2 separate regions of the Thunnus thynnus genome follow, and region 2 is linked to region 1. The links are chromatin contacts, called in public Hi-C maps. All regions are on one chromosome and are shown on one strand. Each heading gives the region's core, a stretch centred on a gene start, on an enhancer-like site or on the middle of the called end of the contact. The rest is flanking DNA. Distances are from core to core; before and after follow the strand shown. Region 1 holds the start of spinb (spindlin b). Region 2 holds the start of nudt18 (nudix (nucleoside diphosphate linked moiety X)-type motif 18).

The links. Hi-C and Micro-C count contacts between places; a contact is called where the count stands out from the background.
Region 2: a contact with region 1 is called in a Hi-C map of heart, with 6 times the contacts expected there. The contact joins the promoter of nudt18 here to the promoter of spinb in region 1. A contact is called at or near these places in 2 of 3 Hi-C or Micro-C datasets (heart and muscle).

Annotation. Positions count from the first base shown.
Region 1 is chr2:39,013,827-39,020,020 of fThuThy2.1, reverse strand. It overlaps spinb (spindlin b), which reads left to right and starts at 1,520. Exons shown (of 7, transcript XM_067573816.1): 1 at 1,520-1,538. It overlaps mfsd14bb (major facilitator superfamily domain containing 14Bb), which reads right to left and starts at 1,460. Exons shown (of 12, transcript XM_067573767.1): 1 at 1,324-1,460. The coding sequence starts at 1,380.
Region 2 is chr2:39,190,084-39,196,283 of fThuThy2.1, reverse strand. nudt18 (nudix (nucleoside diphosphate linked moiety X)-type motif 18) reads left to right here and starts at 2,944. Exons shown (of 7, transcript XM_067573987.1): 1 at 2,944-3,044; 2 at 3,885-4,057; 3 at 5,022-5,132; 4 at 5,214-5,316; 5 at 5,401-5,524; 6 at 5,675-5,799; 7 at 5,879-6,200. The coding sequence starts at 3,887. It overlaps sdhaf1 (succinate dehydrogenase complex assembly factor 1), which reads right to left and starts at 2,731. Exons shown (of 2, transcript XM_067573999.1): 1 at 2,599-2,731; 2 at 547-2,070. The coding sequence starts at 1,595. The coding sequence ends at 1,347.

The DNA.
Region 1 (6,194 bases), core at 271-2,770:
TTTTGTAAACGAAAGTGATAGTTAGTTGTGGTCTTAAACTATCTGATGTGAAGCTGAATGTATTTCACAACTAATAGTCCAGTGGAAAACTTTATTTTAAACTACACATATGAAAGAATGAGATAATTATATATAGAAATATTTACTGTCAAATGCATCATGTTTTCATTGAAAGGGCAGAGACCCAGTAGAAGCTGCTTTCAACACAAAGTTTCACCTTTTATATTTGGTTTATATGACGCAGCTGTAAAATACTAAACCGACATGAAGGGCCCGTTGAGGAATCAGTTACATGCAAATTGATACCATAGTAAATCGGTATGAAAGTTATCATTTAGCAGAGTCAAAGTTTGTTCTGTGTAGAGTTTGTTTGTGTACATTTGCTGATAAACAGCCTTCATTTGCAAACAGGTGTTCAAACCGCCATCAGGTAAACATCTGACTCCTCCACACACAGAGAGCAGTCAGATATGTTCCCATGAAACTAGGCAGCGTTATCTAATTATTGTGGTTAAAGGACAAGTTAAACCAGCAGTCAGGTGTCTGTAATCATTCCTCCTGTTCATACTGGATATTAAATGATCCTTCAAATCCACAGTGTGTCCACACAGTCATTTAAAAGTTGATGTGAAGCTTCTATTCAGCTTCAGCAGTCTGAGTTAGTCATATCAAGTGGATATCTGACACATTTACAGTCTTTTTAGCATCAAATTCCCTCTTTGTGTTTCCTCGGACAGTGTTTCCCTGTTGAGCTGCAGGTGGAAGTATAGTAACAAAAAGGGGAACTTTGGCACTAAAAAGACTGTAACGTTGAAAGATATCTACTTGATTTGACTCATTTAGACGCTGAAGCTTCATATTAGCTTCAGATAAACTTTTAAATACATTTGTCCTCCATCACTTCCATTGTAAGGTCATTATGAAGGGATCTTCTAATGGTCAGTATGAACAGGAGGAATGATTACAGCAAACAAAACAGCTTTAATGTTCATTTAGGCTCCTGACTGTTGGTTTAAGACTCACTTGATAAACTGTGAAATCGTCATTTGACCTGAACTTACCGTTAACTAGCTAACGTTAAGTTAAGTGAAAAAGAGAATTACCGGTTAACGTTGAGTTACATCGCATTCGAGCTAACTAACGTTAACCGTCCGAATTATGAACCGTCGTTCACCTACATGACAGACGAGCGTCTCCATTGTGTTACTGTTGTATAATGTTATTCACCAGATTCCGGCAGCTGTCAACTGTTTATCTTTAATTTTTAACGGTTATTTTCGTAGAGACCTCCGTTAGCCGACAGTGCTAACACGGCTAACTCACCGAGCTCCGGACCAACATGATGTCGTTGGCCTCGGTCGCTGTTTTCTCCCGGTTCATCTCACATCCTGCCGGGACGATTTTCACATGGAGTCCGTGTTGCCGTCCATCCTCCTGAGGTGCCTCCGTCTCTTCCAGGGTGTCCCGCTGTGTGGATTATAGCTATGTGTCTGCGCTATCATGGACTTCAGCTAAACTCGCTAACGGAGCGGTAAACTGTAAGAGGAGGTTCGGCTTTCGTTTTTCACCAAAATTCCTCCGCTCTGATTGTAATTTAACAGTTTGTCATTGTGTTTTTATCAGCAGGGTTACGCGGGTGAGCGGCGCTTCCGTCTATTACTGTTTATATCGACAAACACCGCCCGTACGGACCGTCAATGGCATCCAAACCAACGCAACTTCCCTGGCGCGCGGCGCCGCCTCCAACGTATGATACAGTGATTGGAGCTGTTCCCCGATCAGCGCTTATTTAAGTAGGTTTCTCTGTTACACAGTTAGCAGCTATCAGATCTGACTCTGGATCAGTTAAAACATTTACAGTTACCGCCTCTCGTTGTATCCAGCCAACAGCGCCGCCTGCCGCGCTGCCGCCGCACTACAATGCAGTGGCGGTTTGATTAACTTAACGATGTGTGACGCGTGCGGTGTCGTTAAATTTAAATTCCGAGCTCACAAAAAAGACCAGATGCTGTTCGTGTTTGAGCTGTTCTGCTGTTCTGCTCCGACTGAGAGAAAAAACAGGTCAACAGAGAGTCTCAGTATTTCGCAGGAAGGTCAGCAGCAAACCGCGCCGCCGTCACTCTTCGGGATCACTATTTAGCAAGAGGAGAAAGGCGGGACTCGGCGGTGAAAGAACCCGCACAACAACAACAACCCGCGTCAAGGTAACCGGCGGGAAACACTACACCTCCGGTTAGAAGGTTTAAAATAAAATACTGCGTACAAGCGCTGACCAAGGTTTGTTCCAAATTTAATGAGGTTTAATTAGTGGTGGAAGGAGTATTCAGATCCTCTACTACAGTAAAAGTACTAATACAGCAATATAAAAATACTCAATTACAAGTTTAAGTCCTGCATGAAAAATCCTACTACAGTAGAAGTACATAAGTATTATGAGCTCGATGCAGTTAAAGTATTGCAGTAAAATAAGTGGTTTGGTGTCTTTCAATGTGTTGTATTTTAAAACATTTGAGCACCTGGAACTAGGAATGATTAATCAACTAGTTGTCAACTATTAAATTAATCAACTGTTTTATAATTGATTAATTGTCTTGAGTCACTTTTTTAAAAAAAAAAAAAAAAGAAAAAGTACAAATTCTCTGATTCCAGCTTTTTAAATGTGAATATTTTCTGGTTTCTTTAGTCTCTATGACAGTAAACTGAATATTTTTGTGTTGTGGACAAAACAAGACATTTGATGATCTTGGGTTTTGGAAAACAGTGACAAACAGTTTTCACCATTTTCTGACATGTTATGGATCAAACAACTAACCGATTATTCCATAAAATAATCAACGGATTAATCGATATTAAAAACCTTTATTTCACTGCATCAAAATTCGTGCTCTTATTTTGAAGCGCGCGCCGCCTCTCTTCCACCCTGCTCCATGTTAGCGCGGCTAGCTTTACGCAGCTAGCTTTGCGCAGCTAGCTTGGCGCAGCTAGCTTGGCGCAGCGGCCAGCTAAACAGAGGCAGAGCGGATCAGTTGGAGTCACGGCGGTTGATCGAGGTTATGCGGCGACGCTGATTGCTGTATCGGTAAGAAACTGAGGCCTCCGGCGCCGCTGCACGAGCCGTTTCACGAGCTGTTTGTTCGCGCGGACATTTTACCGCAGAGCAGCTAGCTTAGCGCCTGAGATTCCCGCACAGACCTCCGCTCTTTGTTCGTCTGCGCCGTTTCTGCGCGGATGCGGGGTTTGTAAATAGTGGCGCAATATGGCTGCCGCCTGCAGGGCTCACTAATTACCTGTGCGCATATTTTAACATCAGTGCGAGCAGCGGGGCAGGTAGAGACGGGCAGGTAACGGGGAGCGGGGACGGTGACCTCTGGATGGGTATCAGCAGCAGCAGCTCAGATATATTAACACAAACACAGGAATTACTTTAAGTGTCCTCTGCTTCAACACACACACACTCTGTGATTGTTAGTGTGCAGAGGTGTGAGGGGTCATCAAACACTGTGAGGAAGATAAACGCAGAAGGACACTCAGGTAAAAGTCTGCAAACCTGCTGTCAGGTACGCTGAGCCTCAGGTGAGGTCAGTCAGATACTGAGGACAAACTGCAACTGATGATCATTCTCATTATCAATGTTGGTTATTATTTTTAGATTAATTGATTAGTGGTTATGTTTCGGTTGATGTCAGAATGTCAGAAAGAAGTCAGTCACTGTTTCCTAAAAGCCCAAGATGCAACTTAAAACTATTATCTGTTATTTTATCAATGAAGCGATTAATCAAAAGAACAGCTGACAGATTCATCTGTACATTGTAGTAATTGATTGATCAGAGCTGTGAGGAAACCTGCTGAACTCTGCATGTAAATGTCAAAACGTTTCCTCAGTTTTTGTACAGATGTATGCAGAGCTGCAGCAATGAATCGATCAACTGTCTTGATAATCAATGAATCATTTTGAGTCATTGATCTCCTGGCTGTCAGCTGTGATAGTAAATAAATATCTTTACAGTTTGACTGTCGATCAGGACGTTCGAGGACGTCAACGTGATCCGAGACGGACGTTTCTCACCATTTTATGATGTTCACGGACCAAACCACTAATTGATTAATGGAGAAAATAATTGACAGGTTAACGGATGGTTTAGTTGCAGCTTAAACCTGATGCTTGCTATAAATAAATGCAGCAGAGCAGCAGCGTGCAGTCAGACAGCAGGAACACTGCTGAGGATCTGTGATCCAGATCCTGACGTTCCTCAGCTGGAACATCCTGGATCTGATGTTTTTATCTGCTGTCCTGTAGTTTCAGCAGCCAGACCAGTTTAACCGTCTCCCGAAACTACAGTCGGGTAACGTGAGACGTCTGATGATCGTCAGCTTCTCCCGTCAACATGCGACAGGAAACCCAACATCTGTCACATCTGTCCGATTGGTTGATTTTCTCGTTTAATCGATTAGTTGTTTGGTGGAAAAAATGTGGTTCAGTGTTTCCCGAGACGACGTCATCAAACGTCTCGTTTTGTTCATTCAGTTTACTGTCAAAGAGACGAAAGAAACCAGAAAATATTCACATTTAAGAGGCCGAATCAGAGAATTTGGAGTTTTTTTTTCCCCATTAAAAAAACGACTCAAAACAATAAATCAATGATCAGAATAGTTGGCAGTTAAGTTTCTGTTTCTGCAGCTTTTTCACTATTTTCTAATGTTTTATAAACCAAACGATTAAATAATAATATCAAATAATAGACAGATCGATCAATAATTTAACTGTCTGGTTTTGTTTGACCAACAGTCTTAAAACTGAAAGTCGTTCACTTTACTGTCACAGAAGACAAAGACGTCTGACTTCAGTGATGAACTGATCAGTGAAGCGACTAGTTTGAGGGTTTCAGCAGCAGCAGTGAAACCTCGCTGGTGTTTTCAGTGTGAAGATGTTTGAAGCAGCAGACCTTCGTCCTCCCGCTGGGCGTCTGGCTTTAATCCCGGTTGAACCTGAGCTGCCGTGACGTCAGCGTGCTGCTGTGGTGTTGTGTTACTGCTGCAGCGCTGCATGTGTGCAGCAGCAGCAGCGGCTGCAGCAGCAGCAGCAGCTCTGTGGTTTGTGTTGTTGTTGTTGTTGTTGTTCTTGCAGCTTGCAGCTTTTCACAACTCTTTGTGTGTTTCTGGGTTACGTTCTGAAGCAGCAGCTCTGTGTGTGTGTGTGTGTGTGTGTGTGTGTGTTTCCGTGTAGTCGTCGTTGGCTGTTGGTGACCTTGTGAGACAGACTGTTTCTGGGTATCGGGGGGGGGGGGGGCTGCCTCCTCCGGCTGCCTGTTGGATTAAAGTTCATCCAGATTTTTACATGTCGTGTGTGTTTCTGCCTCCGATGACTGACAGCAGGATGATGATGATGATTCTCATGCTGAGTTTTCTGCCTCGTTTTGGTTTTTATTGACCTTTTTTTCATTTGTTCCATTTCCTGTTTTATTTGTTAAACCTGCAGGTTATAAAACAACATCCAGCTGCAACTAAAGATCACTTTCTTTATTGATGTGTCCAAAACCTTCAGATATTCAATTTACATGTTTGACAAAGAAAAACAGCAAATGATCACATTTAAGAAGCTGGAACCAAAGAAGATGAAATGAGACTCAATCGATTAATCGACTAATCGTTGCAGCTCCAACCTGCTAAACATCTCTGACGTATTTGAGGAGGTCATGTGACCTGACGGCACAACGTCCGCCGCAGACGTCAACGTGCTCACAGCTGATCTGTTTATTTCCTCGTCGTCTCGCTCGACGCCGTTTCTGTTGTCGTGTCACACGTCGACGTTGCAACAACAACAACACACCTGATCGATGATTGGCTGTCTGCGTGTCAATAGTAGCTCGCTGCGTTTATCAAGGGATATGATTGGCTGTCGATGAGGCAGGGAGGGAACACGCTCGATGTTTGATGATGTCATATCGCCGTTGTCTTTGGGTTCTGGTCGATCAGACTAAATAAGACGTGACGTCGGGCTCAATGACGACATCTCTCACTGTTTTCAGACGTTTTATAGACAAAAGGATCAGTTGATAGAGTAGTTATCAGATCTGATCGATCGGTTGTTTGTTGGTCAATAAAACCAAAATATTCAGTTTATTATCACAGAAAAGCAGAAAAATGTTTACACCGAAGAAACTGAAATCAGAGAATTATTCCTTTAAAGAAATGAA
Region 2 (6,200 bases), core at 1,695-4,194, 170 kb before region 1:
GCAGGAAGTATTGACAAACGTGAAATACATTTAAATAAACAGCAATTTATTGCACATTTCACTTATTAATAATTCTGGGCCTAATCATCGCTAATGGTTTTATTGATAACTTTCATACTCTATCTGTGAAACAGCTATTAGATTGCATTGTGTTAAAAATATCTTTAAATTCATGACCGCACCAATCTTCTCTGTACTGTTGCAGTTTTACTACATGTGCTGCACCAACATGTTTTTACCATAACGCGTCTCAGGAAGGAGGAAATCCTCCGCCGGCAGTCGCTCAGAAACAGTTTCAAACCGGACGAATAAAGTCATTGACTTGACTTGATGGCTGTTCCATCAGTGTGTGAATGATTAGATTCCTCTGATAGGCAGGTTGGGACCTTGCATGGTAGCCCCCCTGTACACATTCGGTGTATGAATGTGGCTCGTAGTGTAAAAAGCGCTTTGAGCGGTTGAAAGACTAGAAAGGCGCCATACAAGTACAGTCCATTTACCGTTTTACTTGACATTTTGCTGAGCTGCAGCTCAACTCTGCATGTCTTCAGTCAGACTTTCCTTTATTTCAGCTTGTTGATCATCATTACATCATGTTTCTTGTTTTACTGACTAACTACTTTGTTACTTGAGTTGATGAGTCACATGATCAGACACCTGGATCTGGAGCCACATGCATGAAACTGATATGTAATAACAGCTGTTCTGCTGTAGGAGATCATCACTGGTGCAACACAGGCAGTGAATTGATATGAAACAGCTGATTCAGGGCATCTTCATCCATTAATGGTTTATTGTGGGAGTAGTAATGAGGCTCACACGCCCAGTTCCACAATGACTGCATACGCACAGCTTTATAAATCTGATAAAAAAGAATACGGCTGCATATTTCTGGTTTCTGGCTTTCTGAGTTTTATGCATGTGGCCCCTGGTGTTTACAGGCAACAGTATCCTGGTCTCTGTCAGAGTACTCCAGCCTTAACCAGGATACTTGGTGCATATAAACACACTGAATTATGGGTAATTTTACTGTGGTAATTACTACAATATTAATTTTTTCCACATCACAGTTTTGTCCACATTACAGAGTCTCTTGTTACAGTTGTATGAAGTCAAACGACGTTTATTCAGAGACAGTTAAATGTCTGTATCACAGTTCATGTCACTCTTTAATGAAGTTTATCACATCACATGTTTTTTTTCACATTGAGCAGCCTCAGCAGGAAATGTGTTTCCCCAGTGGACTTGAACGCAGCATCTCAGCATGATATTTCGGTGATAACTGTCTTTGTGAGGTATTTGTCGGTGTGTTTCAGGGTCACATGACGTGGTGCAGAGGTCAGAGGTCAGCTCTGCTCTTTGGGTTTGGAGAAGGAGCCCAGCTGTTTGGTGTTGGTGTCCTTCAGCTGCTCCAGCTGCCTCTGGCCACGTCGGTACAGATACTCGATGTGCATCACGTCCGTCTTCTTGATACGAGCGTTTTCTCTGAACTCGTCGCGGATCCGGGGGATGAAGCCCGGTTTGTCCTGACCGGCTCGCAGGAACTGCCGGTACAGAGCCAGAACCTGCTTCTGCAGCTTGCTGTGTCGCGACATCAGACGAGACAGAATCTTCTTTAACAACAGAGAAATAACCAGAAAGCAGGTCTGCAGGAAGCTAGAAGGACATGTTGACACCAGTACTGGAGTATCTTTAACTGCAGCTCCTCTAATGTCCAACTTCTCCCTACAAATACAAAGTCAGAACAGTTTTCAGCTCTCAGGAGATGACTGATCTTCTTCTGATGTCAGTCTGAGGGCAGATTTATGATGTACACTGACACTGAAGGCGACGTTGAGCTCTGACTGTGTTTGTCACGTTTAAAACTCAACACAGACCGTTTAGAGGAGGAACACCGAGGACTCTGAACGCACCACGATGCTCCACTTTGTCTCTTTTCTGTTAATATTTCAGGCTGCGACTCTACAAACAGCCCCGTCTCTGAGCCCGGCGCAGGGGGGGGGCAGGCGGAGCTCTGATTGGCTGAGAAGCAGGACGTCCTGTGAAGAATCTGATCTCTGAACTTTAACCCTGCAAGAGTAAAAGAATCTAATTATGTACAATAACAGACAAAAAAAGACAGAAAAACTACATTAAATAGAATAAATAACATTGTTTAGTACTTTATGTACTGTTTGACCATCATGGTCTCAGCTCATCCTCAACATTAGTATTAATGCTGCTCATTTATAACAGAATTACCAATCAATCAGAAAATATTAGTTGATTTGAATAGTGATCAATTATCTGGTGGTACTGGTGGCAGTAGCGGGAGTACAGTTAAAACTAGTAGTTTAAATATTAGTAGGCTGCAACTAGTACTAGCAGTAAAACCAGTAGCAAACCAGTGGTGGAAAAGTACTCAGATCCTTTACTTAAATAAAAGTACCGATACAGCAAACTGTGCTGAAGTAAATATACTTAGTTAACGTTACTTTCCACCACTGTTACTGATTTTAACTGCAATAAAACCAATCAGAAACTCTCAGTAAGCTGCAAACACTGAATTAAACTAAAACGACGTTAACTCGTAATTAAACAGTTAAAATGTGAACTCACCAGTTTGTGTCTGTTTGTCAGCTGATCGTCAGAGAGAGAAGACTTATTGTTAGAGTCGTTGAATGATGTAAACAGTGACCTTAACAAACGTTACGACACGGCGTGAAGCCGGACACGTTATAATACAACTGACTTCCGGTAAATGACTTCAACATAAAATACCAATTTATGCGCCCGACGCAGTAGAAAGGCCGCTGAGAGCTTTTGTTAACGATTAACAGGCGTTGCTAAATGTTAGTACATCATTATGTAAATATAGACAGCATATAGCATGGGTCAAACTGTGCTAGTGTTAATAAATATGCATCGATGCTTCTGTTTTGAAACGTCCGAACCGGAAGAGCTTCAGTACGTCCGGTTTCCTGTGAAGGTGTCAGATGTCAAAACAGAGCAGCAGCAGCAGCAGGAAGCAGAGAGGAGCTGACAGAGCAGGGAATCACACGAAGGTCCGTAGTTTAATTTGTGATTTTATTCCGAGTGTTTGACAGATATCACTTCCTGTCGGGAAACGTCTCAAAAACGAAAAAACCGGACAAATTATTCACGAATTTCTGTCAACTTAAAGTTCCTTTTCCTCTCAGATACACGTTTTTCTTCTTGTTCCTTCAGCTGGATGTTTGTTCTCTGTGCTGAATGATGGATGAACAGTTTGTTTTCATTCATCCGCTGAAGGAGGAAACTGTCTGAAAATCACAATAATCACAAAAATAAGTTTTTTTTTGGTGATTATTGAGGAAGAGTTTCACTACTTCCGGTTTGCTGTGAAGGTGTCAAATGTCAAAACAGAGCAGCAGCTGCAAATGTTTGATTTTACAGCTGCTTTTCTCAAAATGTATGATACAATTTGTGATGTTTTATGTCTCTTTTTGCGGCGAAATTGCGGGAATTGAGAAAAATTGCAAGCAAAGAAGAATAACGCGATTAATTTAAAGCTATTACAAATGAAAAGTCATATGTCATCACTCCCTTGGATAAAAAGCTTCCTGCAGATCACAGAAATAACTGGACTTCAGCTTTAATGTTTAATGTATTTTCTGAACATGAGAACCATGAGGACTCAAAGTTCTATAAAAAAGAAAATACTGTACTTGAGTTCCATTTATAACCTTTATTAAATAAACTGTCAGAGGAGGAATAAGATATATCAGCTTTGATACACACACAATACTTGTTAGTAGATCAGTTTATTGTTGGTTTGGATCCAAACATGAAGAAAAATACAGAAAATCAGCAGAATGATCCTTTAATATGTGTGTGTGTGTGTGTGTGTGTGTGTGTGTCTGCAGCCATGGAGGTGACGGAGGAGGAGCGGCGGCAGGTTGAGGAGCAGGTGGAGAGGCTGCTGAGCGGTCAGGGGTCAGAGGTCACCGGGTGTGACGTGGCTCTGGACCAGAGCAAACCAGCCACTCTGAGGAAGACCGTCACCTTCATCGTCTGCGCCGTCATCTTCAACGACAAGGTAGCAGATTACTGCGAGACGGACGAGTCACAACGATCGATAACAGAATGTTGGAGATTAATTTAATAGTCGGCAACTAATTGATCAATCGACTGATTGTTGCAGCTCTCGTAGCGACGTTAATATAAAGATTCATCAGGTTGAAGTGATGCACACATGAGATCATTGTTCATTTATCTTCTATGTGTTTTAGTTTTTATTTTGAATATTAAAAACCTGCATAAAATTCGATCAAAAAAATCAAAATGCAAAAATCTGCATCTGATCAAACATTCAGTTGTTGTGTTTTTGTGTTTTTTTTCTGGTTGATCGGTTGCAGAATCAGCAGCTTATCGACGAGAAACATCAGAAACAAAGATTTTCCAAATTGTTGAACTGTTCCTTTAAAATAATCAGACAACGCTGTCTGTTTTCTAATTAGTTTATTTTTTTTCCAACAGAATTTTTACACATTTAACACAAAAAATATTCATTAACTCATAATAAAGAAAGTTCAAAATCAAAAGAAAAAATACATATTTGCATAAATAAATCAATAAAAAAAATAATGTAGTTCTTATTATACATGATTTTTTCGTTTCCTAAAGTAACGCAGAGCTTGATTCATACAATATGAGCAAGAACATTCTAGAGAATTCTTGTTGAAAGTGTTTTAACGTTGAATATGTTTATGTAGTTTGGTCTCCGGGGTGCTGAGAACAAAAACACGACCAGTAAAATTATTGGGAAAGATGAGAAATAACTGGGATGTAGAGTCGCTGCAGCAACCAAGAACCTTTACAAAAAGTCTTTCATACCAAATGCAATAACTTAATTTATTCATAAACACCGTTACTGTCTGTCCTGTGATTTACTGTGATGAGGCAAGTTTCCACATTTGTGCAGAATAAAGATTATTAATATTATTATTATTATGTTTTGTATTTTGTGTGTGTGTGTGTGTGTGTGTGTGTGTGTCCATCAGGAGGAGGTGCTGATGGTTCAGGAGGCGAAGCAGGACTGTTATAAGCAGTGGTACCTGCCTGCAGGGAGGGTGGAGGTGGGGGAGAGCCTGGAGGAGGCGCTGAGGAGGGAGGTGAGACACACACACACACACACACACACACACACACACACCTGTCCTGTTTACCTGAGTTACATCTGTGTTCATCTGCAGGTGAAGGAGGAGGCGGGGTTTGACTGTGATCCAATCACCTTGCTGCTGATCCAGGAGCAGGGACCACAGTGGATCCGCTTCATCTTCCTGGCCCGCATCACAGGTCAGAGGGCTCGCACACACACACACACACACACACACACACACACTTGTACTTGTGTACTGATGAGGACTCGCTGTCTCTCAGGTGGAACCATGAAGAGTCTGTCGGCAGCAGATCAGGAGTCTCTTCAGGCCGCCTGGTGGGACAGACAGTCTGTCCTCCCTCTGAGAGGACGAGACATCCTCCGTCTCATCGAATGTGGACTCAAGTACGACTTTAAACTCTCTCAGTGTTTCTCTGCTACTCAGTTTTGTTTCATTTCATGAAGAACTCAGCAGGTGTGAAATTAGTCGTACAAATAGATAAAAGGGATGAAGGTGAGTTCTGATAGCAACTCTGGCTTTTGTGCTGCGTTCAGGTACCGTAAGACTCCCTGGCATCCTGTCACATTACCTGTAGACCTGAGCTGCCGTCACGTGCTGCAGAGACTCGTCCTGGTCTTCACCAACGCTCAAGAGCAGGTCTGGATCCTGCTCATCAAAGGTAGCAAACAGTTCACCAGGAGACTCCACAGTCCTGAGTCTAAAAACCAAACACTAAAACTCCGTCCTCTGTCCCGCAGCCCCGGCGCTCCACCTCCCCACAGCGGCGGCGGTGAAGACCCACGCGGTGACGTGGGCGGCCAACATGGTGGTGCAGGAAGCCATGCCGTCGTCGTACTACGACCACGACGTCAACACGCTGGGCGTCTTCAGCCTGCAGCACAACGGCCGGCAGCACGGCGAGACCGACGGCGTCTGCTTCAACACGCTGGTGGCGCTGACGCCCGACCGCGTCCAACGCAACGAGGACGGAGAGAAGGTGGAGTGGACGGGGACGGGAGAGCCGCCTCCCGTAGAAAACCCTCGATACGTCTGGTTTAAAGTCCAGAAACAAACACTGAA